Linked DNA regions of Mus musculus: regions 2 and 3 are each linked to region 1. A link is a contact called in public HiChIP or PLAC-seq data. All regions are on one chromosome and are shown on one strand. Each heading gives the region's core, a stretch centred on a gene start, on an enhancer-like site or on the middle of the called end of the contact. The rest is flanking DNA. Distances are from core to core; before and after follow the strand shown. Region 1 overlaps Nckap5l (NCK-associated protein 5-like). Region 2 overlaps Lima1 (LIM domain and actin binding 1). Region 3 overlaps Lima1 (LIM domain and actin binding 1).

Evidence for each region. HiChIP or PLAC-seq counts read pairs in DNA pulled down with a chosen protein or histone mark.
Region 2: a contact with region 1 is called in an H3K27ac HiChIP or PLAC-seq map of embryonic stem cells, with 7 times the contacts expected there. The contact joins two enhancer-like sites. A contact is called at or near these places in 1 of 39 promoter capture datasets (cranial neural crest), 5 of 484 Hi-C or Micro-C datasets (the G1E-ER4 cell line, cerebellum, embryonic stem cells and 1 more) and 2 of 115 datasets of contacts at active chromatin or transcription factors (embryonic stem cells and stem cell-derived neural progenitor cells).
Region 3: an H3K27ac HiChIP or PLAC-seq map of embryonic stem cells shows a contact between it and region 1, with 6 times the contacts expected there. The contact joins two enhancer-like sites. A contact is called at or near these places in 1 of 39 promoter capture datasets (pre-B cells) and 1 of 115 datasets of contacts at active chromatin or transcription factors (embryonic stem cells).

What each region holds. Positions count from the first base shown.
Region 1 is chr15:99,417,912-99,422,406 of GRCm38.p6, forward strand. It overlaps Nckap5l (NCK-associated protein 5-like), which reads right to left. Exons shown (of 13, transcript NM_001001884.1): 13 at 4,123-4,495. Among named protein-coding and RNA genes, the nearest start is that of Nckap5los, 13 kb to the right of the region's middle. RefSeq lists an enhancer at 2,043-3,646. Within about 2 kb of position 2,765, at least 174 of the 459 cell types and tissues checked have an H3K27ac peak or open chromatin away from gene starts, as enhancers often do. A contact at or near this core is called in embryonic stem cells and palatal mesenchyme, where this site is marked.
Region 2 is chr15:99,797,559-99,801,819 of GRCm38.p6, forward strand. The region is part of intron 7 of Lima1 (LIM domain and actin binding 1); the gene reads right to left. Among named protein-coding and RNA genes, the nearest start is that of Gm25897, 3.4 kb to the right of the region's middle. Within about 2 kb of position 2,318, at least 42 of the 459 cell types and tissues checked have an H3K27ac peak or open chromatin away from gene starts, as enhancers often do. A contact at or near this core is called in embryonic stem cells and palatal mesenchyme, where this site is marked.
Region 3 is chr15:99,833,589-99,838,408 of GRCm38.p6, forward strand. All of the region lies in intron 2 of Lima1 (LIM domain and actin binding 1), which reads right to left. It overlaps Gm17057 (a long non-coding RNA gene), which reads left to right. Exons shown (of 2, transcript XR_384452.3): 2 at 591-2,433. Among named protein-coding and RNA genes, the nearest start is that of Gm17057, 18 kb to the left of the region's middle. Within about 2 kb of position 1,808, at least 66 of the 459 cell types and tissues checked have an H3K27ac peak or open chromatin away from gene starts, as enhancers often do. A contact at or near this core is called in embryonic stem cells, where this site is marked.

The sequences.
Region 1 (4,495 bases), core at 1,515-4,014:
TGCACTACTGACCCAGCTCTCGGGCCCTGGTGGTAGGTGGGGCGGGGTGGGGTGGGGCGGGGTCTTGCTCTGGCTTTGTAGTTGTGGCTGGCTTGGAACTCTCCGTCCTCTCACTTCAGTCCCCCCAGTGTTATCTGGTGTCGTTTTGAGTGTGCTCTGGAGCCGGCGTGTCTGGGCTTGAATCACGGCTGATCTATACACAGGCTTTAACGTTTTAAACGTTCTGGCTCTCCCTACCCTATCAGACCCGGGTAACAGGATCACCCACATGAAGAGGTTGTATAGAGGATTAGCTGAGTATCCACACACATGGCCGCCCGAGGTAGTGCTGGCGCACTGTCAAGGGTGAGTGTTCTTATGTATTATCCCTGGAGCCAGAGATCACCGCCACTGGCCCTCCACTCGCCACCCCAGTTCCCCCATCAGCAATGCTTCCCTTGGGTTAAGCCTACAACTTTCCTTTTCTCGACCTGAAACCAGTGTGTGCCCCTGCTATACTCTCTCACAAAAACCCATTTTCTCTGAAGTCTGGTGTCAGAGACGCCCATCCTCCGTCCTCCACTGGCTCCAGCCCCGTGAAGATGGGATGGAAGTATCCCCAAAACTCCATCTGTGGTGACCCCCCCACATCCTCTACCCTTAAGGGATGAAATCAAAGGCTTAAAGTGTCTGCTGGGCAAACTGTAAACATGGCTGCCCCTGAGGTGGCAGAGTGACAAGATGATACCACACTGGAAACATTCACACAAGCCATCGCTTCAGAAACACAACTTAGTGATACACACCTGTGAGCCTCACACTGGTGAAGCAGAGGCAGGGGAATGGCAAGTCTGAGTCAGGCCTGAGCTACATAGCACGACTGTGTCTCAAAAAACTAATAAGCATCCAAACTAAAGTCTTAAAAATACTAAGACCACATTACTTTCTTTTCTCTTTTGGACAGGGTCTTACTGTGTAGCCCTGACTGTCCTGGAACTTGTGAGGTAGACCAGGGATTAGAGGTGTAGACCACCACAGCCCTGGAACTCACTCTGTAGACCAGGCTGGCCTCGAACTCAGAAATCTGCCTGCCTCTGCCTCCCAAGTGCTGGGATTAAAAGTGTGCACCACTATGCCTGGCTTCTATATATTTCTTATAAATATATATTATATTTTTTATTTAGATATTATTTATTTTATGTGAGTACACTGTCACTGTCTTCACAAACCAGAAGAGGACATCAGACCCCATTACGGATGGTTGTGAGCCACAGTGTGGTTGCTGCGAGAATTGAACTCAGGACCTCTGGAAGAGCAATGCTCTTAACCACTGAGCCATCCATCTGTCCAGCCCCATATATTCTTATAAAACATATATACTTACATATTTTATTTTAATTAAATATATTTATGTGTGAGCAAGTACGTAGCACACAGAAGTCAGAGGACAACCGATGGCTGTCTGCTCTCTCCTTCCACCATGTGGGCCTGGAGAAGTGAGTCAGGCTTGGTGGCAAGGGCCTTTTACCCCTGAGTCTGTACAGGGGTCTGACTGTTTTTGAAACAGGGTCTTCTGTAGCTGAGGCTACTACATTCTGCAGCTCAGGAAGGCCTGGCCTCCTGCCTCCCAGATGCTGATGCCAAAGTGTCAACACCTCACACCTGGCTTCCAAAAGACCATTTCTTTCTTTTTTGTTTTTGTTTTTTGTTTTTTTTTTTGGAAACAGGGTTTCTTTGTGTAGGCCTGGCTGTCCTAGAACTCACCCTGAAGACCAGGCTGTCCTAGAACTCATAGATCTGCCTGCCTCTGCCTCCTAAGTGCTAGCACGCTGGGCCTTGCTTTCTTCTTATGACAATCTATTATTGAACCTGCGATTTACCATTTGACCCAACTGGCTACTTATCAAGTCCTGATATCCACCTGGCTTGGCCCCCTCCCCCACCCCCAAGTGCTGAGGTTATAGACACACACCTTCAAGCCTGGCTTTTATGTAGGTGCCAGCTATTTGAAACTAGGGTTCATGTTCCCACAAGCAAGAACCGTACCCTGAAACTGGACAGAGGGCTGTGAATCAACCCAGATTTGTAGGTCTTTAATAATTAAAACGTTTTTAAAAAGCTGGTCCCCGGGGCTGGAGAGATGGCTCAGTGGTTAAGAGCACTGACTGCTCTTCCGAGCCAAAGGTCCTGAGTTCAAACCCCAGCAACATGGTGGCTCACAACCATCCTAATGAGATCTGACTCCCTCTTCTGGTGTGTCTGAAGACAGCTACAGTGTACTTAGATATAATAATAAATAAATCTTTAAAAAACAGCTGGTCCCCTTCCCTAAAATCACAGACGACCCCACAAGTACTTACCGTGAACTTTTGGCTTTAAGAGATTTATTTATACACTTGAATTACCCCAGAGAATAAGGGCGGGGATCTAGAGCTGGGGTTTGCTACAGAGCATGTTTTCTTTTTTTAAACTTTTTTTTTTAAAGGAAACAAAACATACTATTTGTGGGGGGGAAAAGTAGAAAAAAGGAAATAAAATAAACCCCTGGCAGCCTTAGAGAGGCTATTTTTTTTTTCTTTTTCTTTGTGTGTGTGGGTGTCGCGGAGGGAGGGGTGGGGGCGGGGGGCTTCCTGCAAAAGGAGAGGTGCCAGTGTGCGGAGCCCGCCTCTTTCCCGCCTTTTGGCTTTGGCCTTTTGGGGGAGGGCAGCTGTCTGGCAGTCTGAACTTCCTGTGTTTGGGAAACCCGGCTGAGGTCTTACATGAACATTCGCCCATTGTTCTTGAGGAGAGTGAGGTCACAGTAACTTTACAAGCAGCTGTTGCAAACCGAGACACCAAGTGTTCTGCCCCAGCCATGATCAAGGAGGTTTTCAGCAAAGCTTTCCTTGAGCGCCAAGAAACCGGGCTCCCTGGAGTATCAATAAACCCACATGCTCCCGCCCTCAAATTCTTTCAGTTGGAACCGAGCCCTGGGTCCGGGGAGGGGGGCCATTGTCATGTGGGCTATGGCTGACTGGGATCAGGCAGGAGTTGGGGGAGGGGGAGATTGTCATGTGGGCTATGGCTGACCATGGTGGGCAGGGCTGCCTCCCGGGACCACTATGGTTCCTGCAGCCTATCCTGCCCTGGGACATTTCTCCAGTCAACTCATTCTGACCCAGGGACCGAGGTGGCACCTGGTATTTTCAAATTCCTAGCATACTGAGCAGACCCTGTCGAGAACATGGATTTTGGTCTTAGCTTTGAAGTGAAGATGAAAGCCCACCATGCCAAACTCCTTTCCAGGAAGGAATGGGATCTAGGAGGCCAACGCAGTTCTAACAGGAAATGATGTAATGCATCAGGCTTAGGGCAATAACAGGTCAAGAAACCAGTCAGGAGTTGGTCAGAAACCAAGATGCAGACTTCCGTTAGTACACCTAGGAAGGGGCAGGGACAAAACTGCATTGTCAGACCCTGTTCTGGTCTTGTTAATTTCTTCAGTGATGGCGTCAGCTAAGGGAAGATGGCAGATGTGGGCGGAGCGTAGAGCGTGAAGGAGAACAGGGGCGGGGCCACCTGGCCTCAGGCTGCTGATGGGGCGGGGCCACCTGGCCTCTCAGTCTAATATACAGATGAGGAAAACCAAGGTTTGTAGTGATAGGTTTTTTTAGGAACGCCAGCTCTGGTGATAAATATCCTTGGCTTCTAGTGCTCCCGAGTCATATAGAGATGGTTTATAAAGCACGAGGAAGTGAGTTGAGAGACAGCATAGTGTGCCGGTGTGAGGGTAGTCCTCTCAGGCTCTTCCCCTCTCGGCCTGGGTAGTCACTGACTGTCCCGTGTCTATATATAAAGCCAGTGGGACTGCTCCGAACTGGCCAGTCCCCAACCTGGAGCATAGAGAGGTTTGAGCGCATGATCACAGGCCTCTTCCCCATCTTTCTCACCAAGGCTGCATGGCCTTGTGTGCCCTCTGGTCAGTGACATCCTCTGGGCTTCAGATCTACACAGGTCACTGTAAGTCACCTTCTAGCCAGCTCCTCCAGGGGAAGGGCACAGAGCCTCATTAGAGCACCCGAGGGTCCCTGGACCTACCCACCAGTCCACCCGAAGGATTATAGAGAAGCCAGCAAGCACAAAGGGGGGGCTGCCACACAACAGTCACGGTGGGGAGAGGCCTCCACGTTTTATTAGGGATGCTGCAGAAGCAGGGCTGCTTTTCAACAACAGATAAATTAACCGCAGTGCGGGTAGGGGTGGGGACTGGGCCAGGCGCTTATATATATATATATATATAAAAACAAAGATGAAGACAGACAAACAGACCCCACGATGTGGGGAAGGGAGGCAGCACCATTCAGACAGCAGGGAGGACCAGGGCAGAGTGAAGGCGACTTGTCCCCCTCACCCCCAAACTCCATAAGCCTGGGGCTTCCAAAATCAGCCCCATGGGGGCTTTGGGGCAGGGTTGCAGCCAGGTTGGGCAGAGGTGGCACAGCTGGCGGGCAGGAAGCCTAGCACCGCAAGATGGCTC
Region 2 (4,261 bases), core at 1,068-3,567, 380 kb after region 1:
TGCGTGTGCGTGTGTGTGTGTGTGTGTGTGTGTATGGGAAAACAGACCAAAACACTGCCATACCTTGGTGAAGGGTCGGGGTTGGTGTGTGTGTGTCTGTGTGGGATCAGGTTGGGGAAGAACAATAAAAACCAACAAAAAACTTCCAGTTTTTTTTTTTTTTAAACAAGAAGCAGACCCTATGTAGAGGTATATATCTCTTCCTCAGAAGCCATCAACTTTACATAAAAGTGTATATATATATATATCACTTTTATTTTTAAGTATATATATATCAAGGTCTTTAATGAGCTGAATACATTCACAATGGAGACTAGGTGGCTGGCCGACCACACCTGAATGCCAGCATTCCCCCCCTCCCACCCCCAGTCTCTTTTCACTACAGGAATTCTGCCTTGGCAGAGGATAAATCAGAAAAATCACAGTTGACGTTTAGCGAGTGTTTACTATATGCCAAGTATCGCACTGATGGCCTCACATGCAGCATTTCATTTGATGACATGAAATACTTTTCTCTGAAAGCCGTGCTTGGTTATAAAGAGGCCATTCCTGCTGGCAGGTTGGCACATGCCCGTAATCTCAACACTTGAGAAACCACAGAGAGAGGAGGGGCCAGAAATTCAGGGTCATCCTTGCTAACACAGCCTGTGCTACATGAGACCCTGTGACCCAAAACCAAAACCAAACAAGATGCTCAGCTCTTGAGAATCTGTAGGTACACCTTTCCTGGGATATTCTCTCCCCTTGAATCCGGTCCCCTTGAACCTGTGGGGGTACACGTAACGCTGACATCACTGCCCACCGGCAGACAGAGGTCATGAACTCAGAAACTTCCAGGCAGGAGTATCGGAGACCATGCTCAGACATCTCCTTGAAGGAAGAATAGCAGCTTGACAAAGCATGGTATTTCAAGAAAGTTTCCTTGGGGCTGCAGAGGTGGCTCTGCAGTTACGAGCACTGGCTGCTCCTTCATAAGACCTGGGCTCAATTTCCAGCAACCACGTAGCGGTTCCAGATGATCCAAGGCAGTCTTCCATTCCCAAAGGATAAATATCGCCCCCTCCCACTTGTGTGTGTGTGTGTGTGTGTCTGTTTTGCTTTCTTAAAGAACAGCTCCTATAGCACCAGAGTCCTTTTGCAGCAGACCGAAGTTTAAAACTGTGCTTAGGCACTGCTTAGCACGTGGTGGCGAGGTGCGCACCAAGGCTCTGAAATCCCACAGACTTGGACACAGTCATGTTCGCAGACTCACAGGTCGTGCGGGAAGAGTATCTGTTCTCTGCCCCTTCCCTCCCCACCCACTCTCCCAGTTATGATTCACTGCACCCCGTGCTCCTTTAGGCTGTAATTAAAATGTTCTGATCTTGCCGTTCAGCCTAGAGTTCTCATTTCAAATCAAACCAGCAGGAGGACAATCAGGAATTAAGCACAAAACACAGAATTAAAACCACGTGACCATGATTTTCCAGATAAGTATTTCTTCAGAGACGCCCCTTAGGTAACAAAGCAGGGAGGCATTTCAATGCTGCGGATTTTTTTTTTTTTTTTAATTTACAGACTATAAGGAAAATTCCAAACATATCTGCTGGTTATATTTGAGAAACAGCTTTCACTAGGCAGGCATGGGGAACTACACCTTTAGTCTCAGCAGTCAAGAGACAGAGACAGACATATCTCTGTAAGTTTCAGGCTAGCCTAGTCTACCCAGCAATTCCAAGCCATCCACGACTACAGGGAGAGAACTTGTCTCAAAAACATTTAAAAAAAGAAAGAAAGAAGAAGAGCCCACTTATACAGTTTATTGTTTATCTTATTATAAGATCCTTTTATTTTCTATGTAGGAGTGCTTTGCCTGCATGTATGTATGTGCACTATGTATGTTCAGAAGAGGGTGCTGGCTCCCCTGCAATTGGAGTTACACACAGTTGTGAGCTGCTATGTGGGGGCTAGGAATTGAACCCTGATCCTCTGAAGAACAGCCAGTGCTCTTAGCTATGGAGGCATCTCTCCAGCCCAGTCTGACATTGATTTGAGGAGTCTATGGTTGCCAAGTATGCTGTCTACATAAAGTTGTTACCTGCTACAACTAAGTTGTCCCTCTAATTGTGATTTGCTGAAACAGTCCCCATGCCTTCCCACCGATGTCTGATCGGCCTAGAAGGCTTTTCCAGATCTTGCCCTGGCCTCTTCCTTCTGCCTGTCTCTCATTCCTGACTATTTACGCGAATGCCAAATCAATCAAACAGCCATTCCTAAGAGGTCAGTCCAGGTCTCTGCACTCAGCTATGCCTGCGTGTGTCTATTCTTCTTCTTCTTCTTTTAAAATGCCACTTCTCCACACCCTTGGCCTATTCCTGCACATTCCTCAAGGCGTGGCTCAGACACCATTTTCCTGAAGAAGTCAGTTTAGCTAGCTCTGAACTCCTTGGCCCTACCATCTCGCAGGGAACCTACCATAATGATTCTTGATAGTTAACATGCTGGAGGGCTAGCCTGATAGTGTTCCTGCACATGAAGGCCACATGGCTTGGGGAGGAAGTGGGGGAGGGGAGGGAGGAAGGGAAAGAGAGAGAGAGAGAGAGAGAGAGAGAGAGAAGAGGGGAGGGAGGGAGGGAGAATCTGAATAAGAATAAAGGTTTGTGTGCTATTTTTCTGTTTTTTTTTTTAAAGATTTATTTTATTATTATATCTAAGTACACTGTAGCTGTCTTCAGACACACCAGAAGAGGGCATCAGATCTTATTAAGGATGGTTGTGAGCCACCATGTGGTTGCTGGGATTTGAACTCATGACCTTTGGAAGAGCAGTCAGTGCTCTTACCCTCTGAGCCATCTCTCCAGCCCCCGCTATTTTTCTGTTTTAAACAGACTCACGCTTCTCTGGTCTTTGCTTCCTTCATTGCTTCTAGGGTTACTGGTATTTGCTACTGTACCTGGCTTAGCCTTTCGTTTAGCCCCCATTATGTTAATTAATTGTTATATGTGTGGAGTGAGGACATACTACAGCACACACTGGGAGGTCAGATCTCTCTTGCAGGAGTTGAATCTCTCCTTCCATGGTGCTAGTGCTGGGGATTGGACTCAGGTCCTCAGCTTTGCCTGCACAGCCCTTCTCTGGGAAGCTGACTGGTTGGCCCGGCCTTTAGTTTCTAAGCTTTGCATTTCCTATGCTTCTTAACAAACCGCCTAGGATTCTAAACGGCCTCGAGTGAGCCCTGGAGATGTAACTCAGTAGTAGAACACTTGCCTAGTGTGCGCACTGCCTTGGGTTAATCACTACTGTAGCAAAGCCAAGACCAAACAAATAAGAGTGTTGTCAAGGGCTGGAGAGATAGCTCAACGGTTAAGAGTACTACTGTCTGATCTTCCAGAGGTCCTGAGTTCAATCCCCAGTAACTACATGGGGGTCTTACAACCATCTATAATGGAATCTGATGCCCTCTTCTGGCATGCAGGTGTATATGCAAATAGAGCACTCAATAAATAAATAATTAAAAAAAAATTTTTTTTTAAAGAGTAATGTCAAAAGCTTGTAGTCTCGGTGATTTAAAAGGCTGAGGCAGGAGGACTGCTGGAATGTACAAGTTCAAGATAAGCCTGAGCAACAAAGATCTGAAAACAAATTTAAAACAAAACAAGCAGGCTGGAGAGATGGCTCAGTGGTTAGGAACACTGGCTGTTCTTCCAGAGGTCTTGAGTTCAATTCCCAGCAACCCCACGGTGGCTCACAACCATCTTGTGGTGGCTTATAACCATCTTGTAAAGTGATCAGATGCCCTCTTCTGGAGTGTCTGAAGACAGCTACAATGTACTTAAAAATAAATAAATAATTCTTTAAAAAAAAAAAAAAAGACAAAAAAACCCACAAACCCAACCCTTTAAATATATATATATTTTGGTTTTTTGAGACAGGGTTTCTCTGTATAGCCCTGGCTGTCCTGCTGTCCTGGAACTCTGTAGACCAGGCTGGCCTTGAACTCAGAAATCCACCGGCCTCTGCCTCCTGAGTGCTGGGATTAAAGGCGTGCACCACCACGCCCGGCTTTAAGTATATATTTAAGAAGTATACCTGGGTGCTTTAAAGATAATATCTCAGGGCTGGAGAGATGGATTGAAGGTTTAAAGCCTTTGCTGTTCTTGCAGCGGACCCACATCTGTAACTCCTCCTCTGACTCTGAGGGCACCAGCCACTCACACGGTACACATACACACAACCAGGCAAACCATTATACACATTCAATAAAGTAAATCTCAAACAAGTT
Region 3 (4,820 bases), core at 558-3,057, 410 kb after region 1:
TGTATGTATGTATGAATATATATATATATACATATACACATATATATGTGTGTGTATGTATGTGTATACACACACACACACATATATATACATACATATATACATACATATATACATATATATACACACACACATATATATATTTATTTCATTCCAACTGCACTAAAAGGACTTAAGAGACTGCCTTAGTAGGAATTGAGAAACACAGCAGATTGCAGTTAAACTGGAACTTAGACCTGGCCTTGAACTTTTGTTTCCACACCCTGTGACAATCATCTTCTGTTTATTATACCAATAAATCAGTATAGAGAGCCAGACTCGATCACTGCACAGCCAGTGAATTATTCTTACGCTGAGTTTGGTTGAATAAATATTCACAGGCTCCTTTTTCTTCACTGTCCTAAGAGAAGTCCAAATCTTGAAATTCCAAATACTTTGGTTGTTTGCTTCTGTTTTGTTTTATGAAATAGGGTTTCATGGCCTTCAGCATGCTGTGCAGGCCAGGCTGGCTCCGCCTATGTCCACCTCCAAGTGCTGAGTGTGCACTTATCATGCTTGCTTTTGTCTTTTAAATGCTGTCTGGCATTTAGGGTGCCTGGTGTCCGAGGAGGCCAGAAGAGGGCATCAGATCCCCTTGGACTGGAGTTACAGATGGTTGTCAGCTGCCAAGAGGATGTTGGGAACTGAACCTGTGTCTGCTAGAAGAGCAGCTGGTGTCCTTAACCACTGATCCATCTCTTCCTCCTTAAGATGGCGTTTCTCTGTGTGGTTCAAGCTAGACTCCACCTTCTGGGCTTCACTGACCCTTCTTCTGTGTGGTAGCACAGGCTACCACAGAGGCTGTGAAGCTCAAGAGACCCAACCTTCCTGCAGCGTGCAGGATTAAACCTATGGCCATACCTGCGCTGGGCACGTGCTCCTCACTGGACTTTCTTACCATCTCTCAAGTGTAGCGCCAGAATTCAGGCCTCGGACTTTGTTTGGAAAAGTGGGAAGGGCACTTTGAAGACTCAAGTTGAGGGGGAAAACAAAAAACAAAAAAACCCACTTGCAATGGCATTCTCTAAGCAAGACCCAGTGTGGGGTGGTGGCACTGTATGCAATTTCTGGTACTCAGGAGAATCTGTGTCCAAGGCCAGCCTGGGCTACACATTAAAACCTGCTCTCAAAAAAAAAAAAGAGTTCTATAATTAAAATCTCATGCCACTCCCTTCCCAGAGTTCTGGTAGTCATCTGGGACCACAGATGACCATCCCATCCCCTCTCCCTCACATATGGAATCTAATCTTGCAACTGTTCACTCCCCACAGCTGTGAGGCAGGCAGCTGACAGAGGACACTAAAATTATCTGGAGGATAATCACAGTGTCTGAAATATTTCTAAGGCCAGAAAACAGAGTTCCTGAGCGATGACCCTTGCTTGTGTGCTTTCGGATAGAGAGAGGAACTCTGGGCCTAAAGAAGAAAACACGGGAACTCCCAAGGTTAGGTTTATTTTATTATTTCTAGAACAATTTCACCACAAAAATGTCAAAGAGAAGCAAAAGAGGAAGCCATCAAGGAAGGTCTGAGAGCCTCTTTCATTGCTGTTATTAAATAAGCCCCCCTCCCCCCCCACACCCCTAATTCCGTACCCTCTTTAGCACGGGGATTCAGTGGTAAAAGGGTGCTGGCTCAGCCAGAGCCATGATATGGGGAAGAGGACACAACTGGTGGGGGCTGAGGGATCGGTGGGCCGGACTGACCAGTTCCTCAGCATGTGACTAACCTCGTGACCGACCTTTAATCACAAATTCCTTATAGGCCAGAGTGGGACAAAGGTTAGGCAGGTGTGGTTTCAAACTCTGTCAGCTGCTGGGTGCTCTTCTCAGTGCTAATCTACTCAGAACCTAAAACAAAACCGCCATCAGGGCAGGGTCTGGGCTCAGCCCTTCCATCTCTCCAGAACTGGCAGTGGAGGCTCTTCCGAGGACCTCAGGGAAGACGACTCAAAAATAACAGGGCCAGATTCCCTTTAACTTCAAAAATATTGATTCAAACAGGAAACCAAACTCTGCCAGTTAACCTTTATCAAGAGAAGAATCATATGATGCTGAAACCACAGGGAAGGGAACCCAAAGCTCTTCAAGCTGCCGTTAATAGGACCTTTCTTATGCCAGGGGCGATGGTTTACAAAGCAGAGATCTAAAAGTGTATAAATTTATAAAGAGCTAAGTGTGGAGATATAAAGAGCCTGAGACTTAGGCTCTGTTGCCAGGAACAACTCTTCTGTACGCATAACTATAAGATGAATCCCCTTTCTTGCCCCAGAGAGGGTTTCTCTGTGTAGCTCTGGCTGCCCTGGAACTCGATCTGTAGTCCAGGCTGGCCTCAGACTCACAGAGCGCCTCCTGCCTCTGCCTCCCAAGTGTTGAAATTAAAAGTGTGCACACTATGCTCTGCTCTAATTATTTATTTATTTTAAAGTAACTCTTTAGTCACACAAACAAACAAACAAAAACATAGTCCTATAGCCATCTTTGGGAATATGTAGTGAGTATTAAAGTAATATTAGCAGCATGTTTCCATTTAATATGAAACCTAGGAAAGAAATCCAGGCTGAGCCCTTCATTTTTTTTTTAAGATTTTCTAAAAAAGATTTATTTATTTATTATATGTAAATACACTGTAGCTGTCTTCAGACACACCAGAAAAGGGCGTCAGATCTCATTACAGATGGCTGTGAGCCACCATGTGGTTGTTGGGATTTGAACTCAGGACCTTTGGAAGAGCAGCCAGTGTTCTTAACCGCTGAGCCATCTCTCCAGCCCCTTTTCTTAGATTTATTTACTTATTTTATATATAAGTACACTGTAGCTGCCTTCAGACACACCAGAAGAGGGTGTCAGATCTCATTATGGATGGTTGTTGGGATCTGAACTCATGACCCTTGGAAGAGCAGTTAATGCTCTTAACCGCTGAGCCATCTCTCCAGCCCTTCATTTTTATGGCTGGCCCCACTTCTGTATTTACAATTAATATTGATAATACTGTGTGCGTGCTCGCGTGCCTGGAGAGGCTAGAAGGAGCCTGCTGTCCTCTGTGCTAGAGTCAGGGGTGTCTGTGTGTCACCTGATAGGCTGCTGTGAACCAAAGTCTGGTCTTATAAAAAGCAATCTGTACTCTCAGCCTCGGAGCTGCCTCTCCAGCCTGGCTGGCTGTCACATTTCCATGCCTTTATTTTCTGCTCCCCTGGAATGTCCCCACCATGTTCCTAATCCACAAACTAAATGTCATTTATCTCCCCAAACCAGTTCAACATGTTAAGATAACCGCCCCAGGGGGGATAAGACAAACCCAAATGTTAACTCCAGCAGGTTTTCTCAACTACAAATCAGAGATAAAGCCGCTCCCATGCAGGTTTTGTAAAGATCAGAAATACTGTATGCGAATTTCTAGAGTCCAGCGGCTGAGAACATTGCTCCGTGGAAGAGTGTGTGCTTAGCTCGTACCCGACATTAGGTTCGAACCCCAGAATCTCCTTACACACAATAGAAGCCTGGTAAGTCACTTGTGGCTAAACAGGCTTAGGGCTTCCACCTTTGTATCTGTGCAACCTGTCTTTATAACCTTTATATAGAGGAGCTAGTTAACTAGTCTATGGAGAAGGAGACCTCTAAGATCCTCTTAAGACCATCAATCCCGACAACGGCAGGGGTGGTATGTGCAGATGGATCTTTGTGAGCCTGGTCGAGCTCCAGGCCAGCTGGGGCTATGCAGAAAAACTGTCTCAAATAAAACAAAACAAAACAACCCCAAAACAGGCAGAAGCAGTTAAGAACTTTTTTTTGTTGTTTGTGCAGAGGACCCAAACTCCGTTTGTACCACTTAAACAGTATAGCTCCATAACTCCAACTCTAGGGGATCCAATATCTCCAAGGACACAGAATGTATGTGGTACATACATTCCAGCAATAAATGAATGAATGAATGAATGAATGAATGAATTAACAAATATGACCTCCCCCCGCCCCTCAACGTTCTAATGAGTTTCAAATCCTCATGAGAACTGGTTAGACCAGGCAGGGGTAAGGTGAGAGGTTACTGAACAGAGCAGAGAGCTTGGGCGAAATTCCCCAGCTAGAGAGAAGCTGAGCGCCAGCCAGGGACACAACACTGCCACCGTACAGAGGGAGCCATATGGAAGTCCCTGAGAACCGCCTGCAAGACACACCAGGGACAGAAGGACAGAGGGATTCAGTCTGAGATCACCTTTCCAAATTAGGTTGCTCCCTCAGTCAGGGCAAGCTCTGCGACCCTGTCACCCCAGGGGCACCAAGAATATCTTAACTTTAGGTTCTAGTGAACCTACTGTGTCAAACAGTTACACATTTTCTTTCTCCTTGCCACTAAAACCCAGATTTTGATCTTCTCAGCAGAATCAATAAAGCTTTTTAAAGTGCTCAAAAACAAACAGCAAAGAGGAGTGAGTGTCTGTCACAAAAATGACCATGTTGGGCAAGGGTGTCCTCGTGAGGTCCAAGTGTGAGGCCAGTGGGAATAGGAGACCACAAGAAGCAGCAGGAGAGGCTCTGACGAGGGGGCACGTTTCCCAGACATGTCCTTTCGGAGGAGGAAGATGGAGGCAGGGCACAGAGACCAGCTTGAGAAGAAGAGAAGATCAAGAAACTAGGAAGAAATTCTAAGTATAAGGTCAATGACTCATCGCTAGAGGAACCATTAGTACCTGTGGCAATTAGAAACATGGTGGATCTTACTGGAGTTCCCCCCCCCCCCCTTACCTTTGTTTGGTTGCCACAACTTCTGTATTTGGAGGAAGGA